2 separate regions of the Arabidopsis thaliana genome follow, and region 1 is linked to region 2. Evidence: chromatin contacts called from public capture Hi-C data. All regions are on one chromosome and are shown on one strand. The core of a region is the stretch at or near the end of the contact, and the rest is flanking DNA. Distances in the headings are between cores, read along the strand shown.

Region 1 (2,700 bases), core at 146-2,645, 140 kb after region 2:
GAAGCTGCAAGAATTGCTGCAGAGTGTACAAGGCTAATGGGAGAGGAAAGGCCAAGGATGAAAGAAGTAGCTGCAGAGTTAGAGGCCTTGAGAGTTAAAACAACTAAATATAAGTGGTCGGATCAGTATCGTGAGACAGGGGAGATTGAACACTTGCTCGGCGTTCAAATCTTGTCAGCACAAGGCGAAACCAGTAGCAGCATTGGCTATGACAGCATCAGAAATGTAACAACATTGGACATTGAAGCTGGCCGTTGATATTAATGCTCTGACAAAATCACATGTATATCTTTTGTTTGTAAAAAAAGAAAGTCATTTCCTTGTTGCTTCATCAATAATGCTTTGACAGATTTGTTTGTACATCATCAATAATCATGTTCATATTTTCCTTTACTTGGTATACTAACCAGTAACCGATCTGGTTATTGGCAAATTTAAAACTCTTGTGTTAAATTTTAGTTCATAAAAATCTAATTCCATATGAGATTGATAATATACAGATATAGCTTCAAACACATCTCAATAAGAAACACTAGAATCCCAAAAAAAAACATAGGCAAAGAAGAGAAAAGTTATGATCATAAACCTGCTTCCTAAATTCTTCATCTACTGTACCACTTCATCATCGATTCTGCATCTTTGACCATAGCGAAAGCTTCGTGAAGTGACGGAGGAGGTTTCTGGAACATGATTTTTGTCGTCACAGCCTCGAAGCCTTGGTTCAACTTCAACCCCATCAAAAACTCGTAACGCTGCTCCTTCTCTCTCGCCTCTTCAGCTCGTTTAGTACACTCGCAATTGCAACCACCGCATTTACACTCCGGTATAGGAGCATACTCCGACAACTCCATCCAAACTTTACTCAATTTCCCAAAATACTCCTCAACAGAGTCACCACCTTGCCTGAGCGTCGCGAGTCTCCGACGAAGCTGATAAATCTTCAAATCAACACAAGGAACGAATACACGTCTGAGATCTTCCCACATTTTATGAGCAGTCTCCGCGTACATAACAGATTCTAGAAGCTTATCGGTCATCGAATTCATCAGCCAATACATAACCATTGCGTTGCATTGTTCCCATGGCTGATAGAGCGGAGAGAAAGGGTCTGGCTTCGGGAGAGTACCGTCGATAAACCCGAATTTTTTCGTGACTCGGAGGAAAGAGCGAAATCGAATTTTCCAGGCGACGTAGTTGTCTTCGTCTTTGCTGAGTTTTTGGATAGAGAAATCGGAGGGATGATGAATATCGGGAGGGAGATAATACGGTGAATCGGGGTCTGATGTTGGAGATACGCTCTTGATAGTTTCCGCCATTGTCGTCGCTGCTCTGAGAGTCTCTCTCTGCTTCCAAATCCTAGGGCTTGCTTTGTATCCCTTTCGATTTTGACTTTTTTAGTCTCAAATAAAGAAATAATTTTCCAAAATAAGAAAAGTCGCAATTTTTTGTAAACAGTTGGGCTTAATGGGCCTTGTATTTCCCCTCCCTAGCCCAAAGTTTCAGGGATTACCTTACCCATTAAAGGACCCCGCGCATCATTGGGATATGATCTTGTTGGTCATTAATCAAAGCGTTGAACCTGGTGTCTTCACATGACCTGTATCTTGGTTTTGGAGGACAAGAAACATCAAAAACACGTAATCAGTTTACCAAAGCTCCTTATTACCGTGTAACCAAGGGACTTTGCATCTATGGTTCCATCTATTATGGTGCTTGGGCCCCTAGACTAAGAATGGATCCGGTGAATGGTGATTGTGTGTTTTCATGTTAGATATGAGAGGCTAAGTTTTATCAAAGTGCCTAGGGATGTTTTGGTTCGGGAGTGTGAATCAATATTGATAGAATACAAAGGGAAGTTAGCTTCCATTGCTAGAAACCCTTTAAGCTTCTCTAGTTTTGATTTGTGGATACTAGAGAATGTCAAGAAACATGTTGGTCCAAGCAAACATTTGAGCTTCCTTTCCCTTTGGTCAATATGACTTCTCCTGGCACCAACAAGGCTGGTGAAATCATTTTTGCCCCAAAATCTCTCCCACCCATTCTTCAACCCTTCTTCATTTTCTAGTACAATGTAGGAAAAAAGACATCAGAAGAGTTAGGCTCCATGGAATTGCAGACGAGAAAGAGTTTTGTCGCCGATGTGGACTCAATGACTCATACACGATATCTGCGTCTCTATCTCACCCGAACATGTTGAAACTATTGCCTCTTTGTAATGTGTTTTTCTTTAAGGACCTTAATGTAGGAGAAAGTGGGGACAAGTCAACGGAACCAAGTCAAGAGAACATCTCAAGAATGGAGTGTGTTTTCTTATATTTAAGAAGCAGATGCTTTGGAGAGATGAGAGAAACCAATTTAGAGAGAAAAAGAGAAGGAGAATATGAAGTTTGCGATTGAGGGTACAGGAAAGGCCAAGGATGAACGAAGTAGCTGCAGAGTTAGAGACCTTGAAAGTCAAAACAATTAAAACATAATCAGTATCCTGAGACAAGGGAGATTGAACACTTGCTCGGTGTTCGAATATTATCAACACAGGGAGATACCAGTAGCCGTAGTTATGACAGCATCAAGAATATTGGACATCGGAGCTCTGACAAATTCACACATGTCTTTTGTTTGTAAAACATGAATCCTACTTCTTTGTAATTGCCTCATCAAATTATGTATTGAGAGAATATTTTGTGCATCATCTATAGTTGT
Region 2 (2,700 bases), core at 36-2,535:
CCTTCAGCGAGTATCTTTAGTAGCTCTTCTGCGAGTACCTGGCATTGTTGTGGATCAATCTGCTGTTCATACGCTTGAGAGATCTTTCTCTGGAGCCAATATGCATCAATGTCTTGAACATTAAGATTTGTGCCCTCATTGGCATCTCCTGCATCCTCATCATTTATCCCTGCATCAACCTGCATGCCTCCAGTTCTGGTAGGCTCATCATCCTCCTCATCATCATCCTCTTCAACCATATCAGGATCGCTTTCCTCATCATCTTCTTCATTCTCCTCAAATTCAACAGCCACGCCCAAATCATCATCAAGCCCTTCATCATCATTAGCTCTACCACCACCAGAATCACCACCCTCTTGGAAGTCCGTGATTAACTTTCCAATGGAAACAAGCTGATCAAACTCATGGTTTTCAATCTTGTTCAGCAACTTCTCAATCTCCATCTTTTTCTCAGGGTTTCTAAATGCGTCATTCTTGAGAACAGCCAAAATCTCATCCGCTGCACCACTAACAATACTCGGAGGTTGCCCACCCAACTGCTTCTGGATAAGACCAAGCATGGCTTCATAAGCAGCCCTCGTCTCCTTAGTCTTCGGCTGATAAACCGCATCATCAGTATCAGTCAGCACACTCTCTTCCCTTAGACGCCGCCTCTTACTCTGCCTAATATTTACCATATCATCTACAACATCACGTTCCTTCTTCTTAGACTTTTTCAGCTTATCCTCCAACTCCTGAGGCCTTCCCTTAGCAACACGGTCACCAAAAGACCTCGGATCGATTTTCCCCCACAGAGTTTCCGGTTCTCCTGTAGGCTCATGAGTATCCCGAGGTCTATTATCAGTAGTTAACACCAGACTAGAATTGGCTCTGTACTCATACTGCTTGAACCTGGCATGTGCTTCCGCACCGCCTCCCAAGTTCGCCATCTACCAATCCGAAAACCTAGAAACCAAATCAAACAGGAACAAAAAAAAATACACAATGTTAACCTCAAATCGAAGAAACGAACCAAAAGTGAAACGAAGAAGCTCCCAGAGATGATAAACCCTAATAAAACCACACCCAAATCGAGGAAACGGAGATTAAAAAAAACTTACAGAAACAGCTACGAAAATCTCTTCTTAGCTTCACTCTCTGCAACGAATCAATCCAGTAGAAGAAACCCTAGTAGGAGACTCAGATCTCTCCCTTCTCACGTCCTCTATCTCCTAATAATCGACCTAAATGACTAAAGGAGACACTCCTTCGTTTATTCGACTGCGAATTCTTTCTATAAGCTAGCGATACCGCCTTAAGGTGGAAAACTTTAACGATGCCGTTTTGAAACTATGGATCCAATAACGAAACCGACTCTGTACATGGATTGGGCTGGGCCTGTACATACTTCCTAAGCCCAACGTAATAAGACAATGGTCTCATGCTTTCTTTTGCGTTTGTTAATTTGAGAATGAATGCAAGTGTTTTTGTTTATTATAAGAATTAAAATTGTCAAAATATTAATACCTCAACATTAATAATCGCTGACAAATATAATGTGTGTGTAATAATGAACAAGGAATGGGAAAAACTTTAAATGGTGACAATGACATGGAGGCTGATTACTTTGAATGCAATCTTAGATTAGTAAAAGATGGCACATGTATATGAGACGAAGGTTCATGTGTTATCATGTGAAAACTGGGCAGTCCATAAAAATATCCAAAAAATTTATATATATGTCTTTGTTTATTTTTGTCAAATCTCTAAAGAGATCTATTGATCTTAGTGATAATATAGTTTTCAAACATGCAACACGTATAATTTATAGTTTTGTATTAAAAAGAGTTCTCATGTTATATATCGATATAACAAGAATCAACTACCATAACAACATGACAAAGTACAAGAAAAACTCACTCCATCATTAAAACTCTTGTTTGGAAAGAAAAAAACTCAACCGGTGACTAAATTTTTACTTTCTTTTACTCTTTAAGGAAATACAGAGAATGGTGACAAACAAACAAAACAGTAATTTAATACAGAAAATTGACTAATCACGCATCAGTCATCACATAAGTAGGCGTGTGAAATATTGAGACGTGGAAAATCAAAATGTCCCAAAAAGGCCATGTGTGGAAATCCACGTAACAAGAGCATCATATTCAATTATGTATTTTTGTTTAATATTCTAAAACAAAACTGTTTTTTTAAGAGTTTACCAAGATTAATTAATATCTAAAATTATGCTAAACCACTTCAATTTTTTTTGTTTTAAAGCGATGTTATTTTTGTTACTGCACATATACAACAAAACAAATTACGTATATATAAACAACTAAGAACTCTCGTCCGCCTAAATTCGGTTTAAACATCCATGTAAGCACCTATTGCGGATTAGAGGGAGCATCGATCATGTGACATAGTGTGGCTCCATTATCTTTAAAGTTTTGCCGGAGTTAATTATTTATGACAAAATTGGTGTACTTTATTCCAAGATTTAATAATATTTTTTATTATTTATTTGTTTTACTTAATAATACTTTTTATTCAAAAGTGTAAACACAAAGTAACAATGCCTATGCTGTTTTTTTTCCTATCAATTATTTAACCGCTGCATTTGATTAGTATATATGGAAGGAATATTTAACTACCGATTATCACTTACGGTTGTTAATGACAAATTTTTACAAGTAACAATTGATTTGAAAAAGGTCATTC

Evidence for each region. Capture Hi-C pulls out chosen DNA fragments and counts their contacts.
Region 1: a contact with region 2 is called in a capture Hi-C map of seedling, with 1.7 times the contacts expected there. A contact is called at or near these places in 1 of 26 Hi-C or Micro-C datasets (root) and 1 of 3 other capture datasets (seedling).

What each region holds. Positions count from the first base shown.
Region 1 is chr1:7,447,088-7,449,787 of TAIR10.1, forward strand. AT1G21280 (Copia-like polyprotein/retrotransposon) reads right to left here and starts at 1,396. Exons shown (of 1, transcript NM_101980.3): 1 at 403-1,396. The coding sequence starts at 1,316. The coding sequence ends at 603. WAK2 (wall-associated kinase 2) reads left to right here. Exons shown (of 3, transcript NM_101979.4): 3 at 1-1,396. The coding sequence ends at 258. It also overlaps the pseudogene AT1G21286.
Region 2 is chr1:7,308,986-7,311,685 of TAIR10.1, forward strand. It overlaps emb1507 (U5 small nuclear ribonucleoprotein helicase), which reads right to left and starts at 1,286. Exons shown (of 5, transcript NM_101949.5): 1 at 1,101-1,286; 2 at 1-945. The coding sequence starts at 929.